Linked DNA regions of Gossypium hirsutum: regions 2 and 3 are each linked to region 1. The links are chromatin contacts, called in public Hi-C maps. All regions are on one chromosome and are shown on one strand. Each heading gives the region's core, a stretch centred on a gene start, on an enhancer-like site or on the middle of the called end of the contact. The rest is flanking DNA. Distances are from core to core; before and after follow the strand shown.

Evidence for each region. A called contact is a pair of places that touch in the nucleus more often than the background predicts.
Region 2: a Hi-C map of leaf shows a contact between it and region 1, with 2.9 times the contacts expected there. The contact joins the promoter of LOC107945391 here to the promoter of LOC107918118 in region 1. A contact is called at or near these places in 6 of 34 Hi-C or Micro-C datasets (callus, hypocotyl and leaf).
Region 3: a Hi-C map of leaf shows a contact between it and region 1, with 1.8 times the contacts expected there. The contact joins the promoter of LOC107945390 here to the promoter of LOC107918118 in region 1. A contact is called at or near these places in 3 of 34 Hi-C or Micro-C datasets (callus and leaf).

What each region holds. Positions count from the first base shown.
Region 1 is chrD12:22,226,858-22,231,217 of Gossypium_hirsutum_v2.1, reverse strand. It overlaps LOC107918118 (G-protein coupled receptor-associated protein LMBRD2B), which reads right to left and starts at 2,562. Exons shown (of 9, transcript XR_005922032.1): 1 at 2,159-2,562; 2 at 1,941-2,029; 3 at 1,326-1,532; 4 at 317-403; 5 at 84-223.
Region 2 is chrD12:22,041,103-22,045,462 of Gossypium_hirsutum_v2.1, reverse strand. It overlaps LOC107945391 (40S ribosomal protein S6), which reads left to right and starts at 2,288. Exons shown (of 6, transcript XM_016879375.2): 1 at 2,288-2,558; 2 at 2,656-2,720; 3 at 3,447-3,504; 4 at 3,603-3,711; 5 at 3,813-4,085; 6 at 4,180-4,360. The coding sequence starts at 2,553.
Region 3 is chrD12:22,074,637-22,078,996 of Gossypium_hirsutum_v2.1, reverse strand. LOC107945390 (lanC-like protein GCL1) reads left to right here and starts at 2,586. Exons shown (of 5, transcript XM_016879374.2): 1 at 2,586-2,999; 2 at 3,181-3,380; 3 at 3,984-4,095; 4 at 4,261-4,360. The coding sequence starts at 2,841.

The sequences.
Region 1 (4,360 bases), core at 1,313-3,812:
TTGAAGATGATTTACAACTTAGAACCAAGTAAATGCTCTGGATTAATAACATGCTTACAGTCTAAAATCAACGTTCATTTTACCTTTTATACCAATAATACTCTTCTCGAGCTAGCCGAAGATGACGTCTGAGTGTTGCCATAGATTTCTCATCTGAATCATAGTCCATATCGTTTTCTCCTAGCAGACCACCTTGTGGCTTAAAAGACAGGTCTTCCCTAAACTGGAGAAAATTTGGGATACATAAAGTCATGCAACATTCCAAAAAAGCGAACCTTGTTCATAGAAATGTTTGTGAAAAAATGCAAAGAGATACCATTTGAGCTAACATATTATCAATAACATCCATGTATGGTCTCAAAGGATCACGCTTGGACATCTGATTGGATGTTGCTTGGGCAACCTGATGTAAGAAATAACCAGTTAGACAAAAAACATAAGGATTAACTTTGAATAATCAAAGAATGTTTAACCTCTGAGGAAAAATTGGAATGTTGATAAACTGATTGATGAAAGCATGAGGAAACTTCAAATGTTTCATTTACAAAAATCTAAAATTGAACAAATATACATGTCCTCTTATCACGACCGTGTACACGCGTATGGTTGAGACTGAATTACAGTGAGATCCTGACACTAATATGCGCATGTTTTAGAGCCACACATTATTCTACAATGATACACACACAATATATATATAAATATATATGCATAAATTATTTCAATGAAGGCAGGTGTGCATCATATGGGAAAGATATTTTAAAACTTTAATGGGGCCAACAAATACCACAATAGCATTTGAAAGTTCTTGATATGTTTCATCAAGCTTCACAGTCATTTTAGCAATTTTATGAGAAAGAACTTTTTGCCAGATGGTCCAATCTGCATTTCTCCAAAGGGTCTTTGGAACTTCACTAAAACCAAAACCAAGAACAAATGCACCTATAACAAGCCCAAAAGTATTCGACAAAGCCATTGCTAAACCAAGGATCCCAACACTCCCGTCAACATAAACTTATCAAGTAACAGAAAATAAGAATGTGTCAGTTGACAAGAAAGGGAAAGTTTCTAATGCCCACTTTTCTATACTTTATATAATCTATCACTTCAAAAACATCTGCATGCAACATATCTGATCTAGAAAAGAAATTTCAGCAAATAGAATATGAACAGGGATGAAAAGAAATCCAAAGTCTTAAGAGAAGATATAAAAACATGATACAATTTCAAATGTAATTCAAACCTTAAGAAGCATCCAAGAACATATCAGAAGGACTATAATAAAACGAAGAAAAGTAACAATAAGTAAAGAAAGACAAGCGAACCAGTTCCTATTCATCAAGATGAGGAGAATAAGTCCTACAAGGCCAATAGAACACACGACTGAATAGAAGACTAAATTGACACGCACACTAGTCTTCAATCTTTCAGTCACAGAGAAGTCTCCAGCATCTTCAAAACCCTGAATAAGGGGCACCACAACCTTGCTTAAAGATAACATAATTTAATTATATGAGGAAATGCACCACAATCTGCAAAACCATATAGAAGAGTCATCTCTATTCGCAACAAAATAATCCCACAACTTAACATAAATGAAAATACAACAAATGGATAAGTACAACCACCAGTAATTGTCATTTCAAGCCCACATGAAAAAGTTGTAATAAATCACAACAATATGAATACAGTGCACCACCTTTGAATTATTTTAACCTTAGCTTATAAAGTAGAATCTAAAAACTTGAAAACCTATATCCATCCCGAAAGAATTAAGAAAGTTCATTTACAGGAACTACAATCAATTGTGCCACTAAAGAAAATTGATCTAGAATACTCTAAATGGCATATCCCCGTGAATTTTAGTTCAACAAAAAAGGCATCCATCAATAGAGAAACCAAATAAACTAGTGCGAAATTAAATGAAGAATGAAACGTACCATGTAAGGAGAAAAGTACCCCAATAAGACCAACTCTAAAAAAACGAGATTCCTCCATTTTCAATATCATTATCTGGGTTCGATATCGTCTGCACTAATTTAACATTATTATTTTTAATTTGTCTAGCCTAACTTATTACAATATTAAAAAAGAAAGAAAGATAGATCCAACAAATAAAGTACATTTCCGAACGGAATTAAAAAGAACAAAGAATTACCGTTCAGATATCCGCGGGGACGAGGATGATAATGGAAAGAGAACAGAACCAAGCGTATTCGACGGTGAAGAGGACGTAACGAGGGACATCCGGGCCAACGAAGTACCTCAAGGTGAAAATAACCATCCCTAAGGTTAAAGGCAGCGAGATCAAGTAAAATACCCACATATCCCCTTGCCTTTTCCTCTTCCACGGATTTTCTTCTATTGAAATCATAACCAGTCATGGTGGTTGCTTCTTTCTATCGATCACGGTCGATCGCGGTGGTTGCTTTGTATTGTGCTCAACGCTTCGTGCGGGATTACGTGCGGTGTGGGGCAAGGCGTTTTGGGACTAACGTTGCTTTAGGCTTGGGAGATTTAATTAACCTTTAGATGGGCTGATTTTCGTGATTGGGGAAAATTTTGGGCTTTATAAATGAAAAGGAAAAATGAGAACAAGACATGATCCGATAGAGATTTAAAAATCCGATAAGGGATAGAATCAAAGATGTTTCATATTTTTAAACTGTTGCCAATTGATGTTATTATTTTATTTTTAAAAAACTTATACTTTTGCCGGTAAGTTTTAGCTCAATTGGCATGGGTATTATTCTTAATGCAGGAGGACGTGGGTTTTAATAGGTTGAAACGCATTATTCTCTTATTTATGGGTTGAGGAGGGGCTAGCATATATGATCAGAACTTGTAATATAATTGTTCAAAAAAAATTATCCTTTTACGTGGTTTTTTATATTATTTTTTATAATATATGTAGTTAGGTTTTCAGAATACTATCTCGATATTTATAGGTATGGAGTTTGTTGAGATTTTTCTACTCGATCAAGTTTTTCACATCCTATTAAAATCAATGTAATTATTTTGAAATGATCGCAATACCTCAACACCTATGAATGTCGAGATCCTTATACAATATATAAACAATTATATTTATTAACAGTAATAATGAATTGCAATGAATATTAATATACATCAACATACCTCTTCATCGACTTGTTGATTGATTTCTCATCACATCCAAATAAAGTCCTTTCAATAATGTGTATGACCCAAACAACCCCTAAGTTTGTTTAAATATTTAATGCAATAGGTGATTATGAATATTGATAATTGAATACACCTTAAGATATTGTACATAATTATACTTTTACCTTCTATTTAGAGGGAACTCTCATGATTAGGTAGAGATGGGCCCTAACCATGTTATCTTTATCCATGCCCATGTTTGCTGAAGCAGCCAACAACCATTTATCTCATCAATCAATTCTCAAGTTGTCTTATGGAGCACCCGATACAAATACATCAAATTCGCTAAACCCAATTGAATCGATTGATCATCCAAGAAAACTCTAGTGAGGAAGATACATGGACCTTATTGCTAGCCTTGTTTGGCAACAAAATTCCTCTTAACATCCAAAACATCTAAGCTTTTATAGATTGATTCATCTCCTCCACAGTTGCAAATTGTGAAGGGGATAGTTTGATAAACCTCTCAAATCATGTGCATTTCACACAATTGTCATCTAATTCTTCTTGTCCTTATCCTTAAACGGGATGACACCCAACAAATGATGGTACTTGTGCTCCACGTTGATGCTACTAGCTTCGATTAAGCGACATCCTCTAGTATTATAGTCACTTCCCCACGTGAAACTGTAATGAATGTGTTTTCGCCATCCGTTTTTCTAACAAGACGACAAGTGACTTCAGTAATTTTATACTATGTTGAGCATGAACAACTTGGTCGTGTCACTGTTTAGAATTTTACAAAAAAAAATTGTTAATATTTAATTTCACAAAATCTTGAAAACATTTCTACAAAAAAAAATAATTTACTTGCCAATTTTACCATATTGGCGGCATCTTTTGCTATATGTTTTATTTTAAACCTTAAATCAACCATTTCTTTCCTAAAAAAAGAAAAAAAATTTAAGGGTTTGAGAGGATTTTGGTTGAAAAAAAGAAAAGAGAGGAAATAATTGAGTATTTATAGAGTGAAAGTCGACTCTCATGATTGTCAACTTTCACTTATTAAATAGGTTCGTTGAGACAACGGGTAAATAAATTCTCTAGTTAAATTTCGCAACCCTAAACTCGACATCTAAGAGAGTTGAGATACTATTGGATGCACATTATAGTACTTTCCTCATTGCATGCAAGCTCGGACTCTTATGATAATTTGATAATCTCCTGAATTTGACAT
Region 2 (4,360 bases), core at 1,039-3,538, 190 kb after region 1:
TGGTCAAGTTGCTCTTTAGTGCCTTATATATATGTTAAGTGGTGATGTTTTGAAATGGTAGTTTTGTTGTGAATGACCATATCTTGGTAATTTTGATTGATGGTTTTAGGCATGAATGGTTAACTAATGATAAAGTTTATTTCTTAATTGTAACTTTGTTCTTGAATTGAATTGGTGTGTGAATTGAGGTAACTTTTGATGGCATATTGGTTAGACATAGGATGGATGAATACTTGGCATGTATTTGGTGTTTTGAATATGCTTTTAACCATGTGAAATAGGCTAGTTATGGTATGTCTTATTGTGCAAGAAATGGTGCTTGAATTGACTTGATTTAATGGTTAAAAATGGAGCACACGGGCTGTCACATGGGTGTATGCCACACACGACCACCCCACGCGGTCGTGTGTCTTTATTGTTTTAAGTGTAGGTTTCACATGGTCTGAGACATGGCTCGCGACACGGTTGTGTGTCTCAAGTCAGTATGTAACACGGTTTGGCACACGGCTTGTGACATGACCGTGTGACCCAACATCGAATACACACGGTTTAGGACACAGCCTGTGACACGACCGTGTGACCTTATTTTGAATACCCGCACGGGCAGACACACGGGCTGGGATGTGTATCTAGACTTCGAATGTTCACACATTCTGGGCTATGTCAAACGGCCTGTGGCCCATAGGCCGTGTGACCTCTGTTTCCAAAAAACTTCAAGTTTTTCCAGAATTTTTTGATTTGTTTCGATTTGATCCCAGATTGTTCCCAAAATGTTTCTAGGGCCTCGTAAGCTCGATTTAAGGCCTGTATTTTTGCCATGATTAGATTCAATTTTTATATGTTAACATTTAATTTGTATATGTTTTTCTATTGTGAAGTTAAATGTTCTGTTTTGCTCAGTAATACTATGTAACCCTAATATGGCAACGGAGACGGGATAAGAGTGTTACAATCATAGAAAACTTCATAATGATCAATTGAGAAAAACTGAAAATGCATGCTTATGCCAATGCAGTATTTTTTAGAAAAACATAATGCATAATTTTTAGAAAACTTCTTACCCAGCTTTGCTGCACACCAAATTAGAGTTCCCTAGAACTTGTCCATCCAAAAACACACTAACAATTAATTGTGGACAATGACACAGAGTTGCAGTTAAACAGTCATATCAAATATATGTGGTCACACTACTATATTGTAGTCAAGATGTTAGAACAGATATGTGTGGTTGAGCCACTATAATTGTAAACAAGCTGCAAGACAGAAATGTGGATAAACCACCAGATAGTGTAGATCATTAAACTACCAGAACTTCCTCCTTACCATATTATCCCATCCCCATGCAATGTGACATGGCATGCAAATACAGAATCTGAATGAAAAGCATGTATGACATGCAGTTGTACAATAACAAAAATCAGAAGGCATGGAATTCCATGATTTGCAGAACAGATGTGTCACAAATTCAACATAAGCAAAATAATTTCACCCTAACGTCACATCTCCCTCTGTCCCATCTGCAAACTCAACTTCACCTACTACCCCAATTCCACTAGTGGCCACTGAAACTCAGCTATCCTTTGGCACTTCTCATCAGAATCCCATGAAGCAGATAACTCAATATTTGTAGCAGGCCATTGCTTGCCTTGCTACTCCACCGCCTCATCTGACCATCACCGCTACTCCTTTGGATCAGGCCTCTCAGTAGCAACTTTTTGGGTCCCAGCCACATGTTACTGAGATGCAAGGAAAGATGTGGCATTTGGAGGAACAACTTTCTCAGCAATAGCGTCCTTTTTTGGTGTTTTAACGATTTTACTATTATTTGATATTTAGTTGTACTTATGAATGCTTTTTACCATGGTGTTGAATATCATATTTATTTTTCTATGAAAATAAATATAAAAAAAATGTGGTATGTACAAAAGGTATCGATTTTTTAGAAATTAAAGCGATGAATTTTTTGAGCAAAAAATAGAAATTTACAATATGTCCATCTTTTAAATATTGTATACTGTACAAATATTTTTAATTATAAATATGTTATATTTTAATTGTTTTTAATAATAATTACTTATAATAATCACAAATTAAACCATGAAATATTTTTTGGAAGTAAATAATTAAAATACTTAAGTATATATATTCAATGGGTAATGCATGCAACTTAAAAATCAAGTTAAAATTAAAAAAAAAAAAGACAGTGGATTTTTTTCAAATAAAGAAAGAAAGGCCCATGAAAATTGTTTCTGGACATATAAAAACTCATGAATAAAAGAGTGTAAGTAGTTTGGTCCAAAGAAGACAATTTCACAGGTGAACCCAAATCACAAACTTAAAACATGGACCCATAAAAGCCCACGTCTATGAATCTGGTTCGATTCAGACAAACTTAACAGGTTTCCACTACAACACCAAATTATTTCTCTTCTATATATAAAAATATCTGCAAAAACCCTAACTCTTTATAACTAAACCTTAGAAAAAAGTAGACCGGCGGCAGTCCTCCCCCCCCCCTGAGTTGTAGCCAACAAGAACACCCGTCACACAAAATGAAGGTTTCTCTCTTCTTCTTTTTTTTCTTAATATAAGAAAAAAAATGATATATGAATCTTTCTATGGTTTTGTTGTTGATAATTTGTTTGTGTGTTTCAGTTCAACATTGCAAACCCAACCACTGGTTGCCAGGAGAAGCTGGAAATTGACGATGACCAGAAACTGTAATTTTACTTTTCTTTTATTCTTTTTGGGGCATTTTAAAGATTTTCTTGTTGATGCTTTTCAATTTGAATAGCAGGGCTAAAGCCAATGCTTGTAATTTAACCAAATGAAAAACATGACTTCCCTTTAGTTATTTTTGGCCATCTGCAGTTAGGGACATTATATGTTTAGGTTTGATATACTAGGTGAGATTGCATTTTGTAGAGTATTTAGAGAATATGCGGAAAAAAACAAGTTAGAAACAAATTAGAATGTGCAGTGTTTTTTTTTCTCTAACGGAATTTGGATTTTGTGATTTGAGGCATAAATTGTATGCAACAATGAAACAGTGGCCAAAAAGAATCAAAATCTTAAAGGGTTTTTCCTTGTTCTTTAAAAACTTTGGTTTTAGCTTATTTAGATATTGTTAAAGGGTAGGGCAATTTTGATGAATGTTGCCTCTTGCTTGTAATGTTGAAACTTCATTGATGGTAGTTTTCATTATATTTGTAGTGATATTATGTTGTTCTTAGTTTCTTTTGAAACTTCATTTTGTCTACAATGGCTGTTTCTTCTCTAAATTCCATCTTTGATTACCTAATGTGAAGAGAACAGAAAGGAAATATAACTGATACTATCACTTGTGGTTATACATGGTTTGACTGTGATTGTATTCAAAAGCATGTTTTTGCTGTCTTTTTGCAATGCGTGTTATATTTGTTCCTTACAGACACCTTGAACTGCAGCCGAGCCTTTTTTGACAAGAGGATCTCACAAGAAGTCAGTGGTGATGCCCTTGGCGAGGTATGTTTTTAAGCTACTTCTTATCATATCTTTGTCTCAAATTTCTGCTAGCACATCTGCCTTCTTAACCGCCATTTGCTCTTGTTATCATTTAACAGGAGTTTAAGGGCTACGTATTTAAGATCATGGGAGGCTGTGACAAGCAAGGTTTTCCTATGAAACAAGGAGTTCTCACACCTGGTCGTGTTCGTCTGTTGCTTCACAGAGGTCTTTGGAGTCTACAAAATTATTCCCCCTTTATTTGTATAGAAATGTTTTTCCATTATGGATTCATGATTTTTATTGAATGGTTGTCTTCTTCTAAACAGGTACTCCTTGCTTCCGTGGGTATGGGAGGAGAAATGGAGAGCGTAGGAGGAAGTCAGTTCGTGGGTGCTTTGTTAGTCAAGATCTTTCAGTTCTGAACTTGGTTATTGTGAAGAAGGGTGAAAATGATCTTCCTGGGTTGACTGACACTGAGAAGCCAAGAATGAGGGGTCCAAAGAGAGCATCAAAAATCCGGAAGTTGTTCAACCTCTCTAAGGAGGATGATGTTCGGAAGTATGTTAACACTTACCGCCGAACCTTGACAACCAAAAACGGTGTGCAAAATATTTATCATCGTTTCAAGTTGTGAGGGGAAGAAAATTTTTATTTGTGATTTGACTTATTTGAAAATCAATTATCGGAATGCAGGTAAGAAAGTGAGCAAGGCTCCCAAAATTCAAAGGCTGGTGACTCCATTGACATTGCAGAGGAAGCGTGGCAGAATTGCAGAGAAGAAGAAGAGAGTTGCAAAGGCCAAAGCTGAGGCTGCAGAGTACCAGAAGCTCCTTGCTCAGAGGTTGAAGGAGCAACGTGAGCGCAGGAGCGAGAG
Region 3 (4,360 bases), core at 1,337-3,836, 150 kb after region 1:
GTAATATCAAACCCTATTGAAATTGTTCTAAATACCACGATATCCTCTTGGGTATTGCAATTTCACTGAATAATCCCCAAGACTTTTACAAAATCATCAAATTTTCTTCTCAATCACCAAAATTATATCCTCACAAGTCTAAAAGGCAAACAACTATTATAACACCCCCAAACCTAACCTGACGAGCTACATTAGCCATTGAAGTGACTCTTCATAAACTTCCAATCTAGCCTCCAACACACCACGTAAAAACAACATATAATGTGCTAAGTTATAACACAACAGTGAAATTAAATCATACACAGAATGTAAAACATGCGAGCTTAAAAAAATAAACAGAGGAATGATTCACATATCACCTAAACAATGAAACTTAAGGGTTCGCATGAAAGAAATAAGCAGGGAATTTTAGGGTACGCATACTCAAACATAAATACAAGTACATAGCAATTATTGTTAAGGTTTGCACAGCAGCATAGGTTCGCATACATCTTATGGCATAGGTTCACATAACAAGGTGCCGACATAGAGCATGAGTTCACACAAAAAGCACGGGTTCGTAAAATATTAAAAGTTCTCATACTTCTTAAGTTCACATGTAAACATGTAAATATGGGTTTGCATACAAAATAGGCTTCGTAACAAAATGAGTCATTCATACAAGGGTTTTCACACATTTATAGGGTTAACTAAATGGTAGGTTATCACTTCTGAGGGTTCGCATGCATATTGGGGGTCGCAACATACAGAGGTCGCATGAAACAAAATTTTGCAACATAACTGACTCGCATGTGGGGTTAAGACATACTTGATAAAATTAAAACAATGTAATATGACACGCATGCAAGGAAAAATAAGGAGACATCAAACTTTATTTATACTGAGAAGAAAAAATTAGCAACAAGAGTTTGTTCTCAAGGATTCGCAGAATAAATAAAATTAAACTTAAGGAAATTGTTTCAATAACAATAGCATCTATAATAAAACTAAGCCCACACAATTAACCCCATCACCTAATGGTTTACTAATGTTTCAACTATATGCGACAGCCATACAAGGCCTTCCTCTCACACCTCATTGTTCTTATGTCTTTTAACATCCTTACTCTTCAACAATCGTAACATACAGAGCTATAAGACTTACCAGAAGTTTGAATCATCCACTGATTAAAAAAATCTTAGTTCTAACTTAACAAAGAAGAAGAGAACATTTAGGATAGAAAGAAGAACCAGAACATCAAGTAGAAAGAAAAACCATCTCCAAAGTCCCCCTCCCCTTTCACCTTATATATACTCTCTGTCCCCCTGGTTTCCCTACCAAATCCGAAGGTAGGAAAAAAAATTTCCGATGAAGATCCACATTACTGTTTGACCAGCCATGGGAAGGGTCCCAACTTATCCTGTTACGAGAACCAATTTGAACAGTGCTCATGCAAACCAGTCCTACTACACTTTGGCAGTGACTCGTGTATAGCGTGGACTTAAAGACAATTAAGTCTCCTACATCTTTCTCATACACTTGGTAGGCTTTTCATACTCAGCCAAAACTCTGGGGTGTACTCTTCCTTAGGCATACTCTTTCTTCGCTTAAAGATACCCTGTAAATAAATCCTTAGATACTGCCAATGGGCGGATACTTTAACGCTAGTATGAGCCAATGCTCTAACTCGCTAGCGAGTCAACAAGGTGGCGAATTATACTATTATAGTGTGGCAGAACAGTTTACATACATACCTTACTCACCTTTTTGAATCATTATTTTTGGGTGTGACAAATCTTGCCTTTTCTATTAATTAACAAAAACATTTTAGGTTGACTTCTTTTTTATTAAACAATTGAAAACGATTAAAATGCTTTTGAGAAAATCAAACTAATGAATCAAAGCGACCTTAAATTTGCAACTTTTACGTGGACTCATGGCAAATTAGAACCTTTTATAAACGTAAAGCTAACAATTTATTTTCTAGTATATGTTGTGTATCCTTGTGTGGGATTGGCAAACGTGATGAATGCACATGGAAGTGAAAGAGAGGAATATTCAAAACAATGGGATTTCTTAAGAAAAATTATGGTACAAACATCAATTTAATTGATCTAATTCAGTGCGTAATCCATGACTTGTAAGTAATAAATTGGCATAGGTTTCCATCCATAGATCCGTTTTTAGATTAAAAGTTAAAGTGCATATGAGATTTGGAAAATCTGTCAATGAAAATATTAGATCTAAATTTGTTTTTCTTTTAAATGATTGAAGGTTAAGATTAAAAAAAAAGATATCGTGGCAATACCTAAGACGTTAAATGCATTCTAATATATGTTCAAAAAGTTCAATACTTTATCATATCATATAGTTCTTCTAATATATGGGAGATATTATATTATATATTTAACGTCATCAGATTTTTCGTTTTTTTGTTAAAAACATTTTTCAGAAACAATTCACTCCGATATTTTCTTAAAACTAGAATAGGTTCAAAATCATAAATTTTCTCACGTTTTCTATTGTACCCGAATCATAACAACTGGCCCCACCTTATCCTACCGTCTCTATGATCTTAATAATGGTCAATCTTTTTATTAAAACGCGAGACACGTGGGAATCAACGGTTAAGTATTTTAATCTAAGGAATATCCTAACGACACGCCACGTGCACCAACCTCCATTTGCGTGTGCTGAACCGCCATTCCACACAATCACAGCCCAACACAACAACACCTTTGGCGTTACCCTTGGCATTGGCATCTCATTCCATTCCTTCTTTTCTTATTTATTTTTCTTTGGTTGCTAAAGAAAGTTGGAACAAAAGTATCAAAAGCCTTCCAAAAACCAGACATCAATCAATGTCTTCTGTAATGGAGTTAACAGCATCTCAAGAAAGCCATGAAGAGGGTAAAAATGAACGGTTAGATAATTTTCTTAACATGGATCCGACGCTTTCTAATACCTTGTCACTCTCTGCTGATACTTTCCTTAAAGCTGCCATGGCTCTCAAGAACCAGGTACGCTTGTTTCTTTTTTTTTAGGACAGAAAATTGTTCTTGCATTTAAACCTCTGTCTATGTATCATGTCATGGTTAAGATACAAAAATTGCTAACACGAGGACTGGTTTTTATAAAGGTTGTTTTAGTTACTAGGGAGGACTGAGAAGTTTAGTTTTTCTTTTCTTTTGGGGGGTTTAGGTAGTGCAGGTTACATGGAAAGGAAGAGGAAGTGGCGGCGGCGGGTTGGGTACGGGAATAGACCCGACTGTTTATACGGGTCTGCTGGGGACAGCTTTCACTTGCTTGAGATCTTACGAGGCGACTGGTAATCGGCAGGACTTGCTATTGTCCGCTGAGATCGTTGACACGTGCCTCTCAGTCGCACGTGCCTCCCCTAGGTATGTTCTTTCTGGTGGTTATTTAGATTATATCTATATTTTTCTTTCGTCATGATTTGATATCTTAATTTGAGGAGTAAATATAGTTATTAAAATTTATAATTATTCTTGGTGAGATGTAATTTACATTATTAATTATTAAATTATTGGATAAAATTTTGTTTTAAATTATTGAATTATTTAGGAAAGGGAAGCCGTGGTGATTTTACCTAATAATGCAGCAGCTGCAGCACACTCTCCTATTCACTTTTTATCTGTTTTGGTAGAAAAATATCATAGAGAACCAAATCTTAGAATACAACAAAACTACGGATATATTTTTGTACGGCATCTTTATTTTAATCTTTAAAAAAGAAAAAGGTAAAAGGACACATGGTCTGTGAATATAGAATTTCGCTTTCTATAATCAGTAGGGAGGAGGAATGGATGTTTTAAGGGATGGATACTGATTAATTTGGATACAAACAGTTAATAATTGTTGTGTTATTGGTTCAAGTCATTTATTGATAGTATATCATTTCAAATATATTTATGCTAAGGGTGTATTGATACTGTTTTTTTTATGTCAACATAAAATTATGTTTGTTTTTTTTCTTTTTGCAGACACGTGACATTTTTATGTGGTAGAGGAGGGGTGTATTCACTTGGAGCAGTGGTGGCTAATTACATGGGGGATCATCAAAGACTTGAATTCTTCTTGAATCTCTTCATCGAGGTATAAATGATTCTATCAAATACATTTCGTACATTATTGCTTGTGGAATTTTTTGTTCTATTCTAAGATACTGAAATTTAACCCTTACTAGTGGAAGATAGTGCCAAATAATGATAATATTATAATATAATCTAACTTAAGAATTTCAATTAACAAAATATATAGGTAGCACAAGAAAAAGCACTTCCAGTAGGGCCTGAAGAAGGCGGTTTCGGAATGTCATACGATCTTCTTTATGGGCGGGCTGGATTCTTATGGGCTGCTT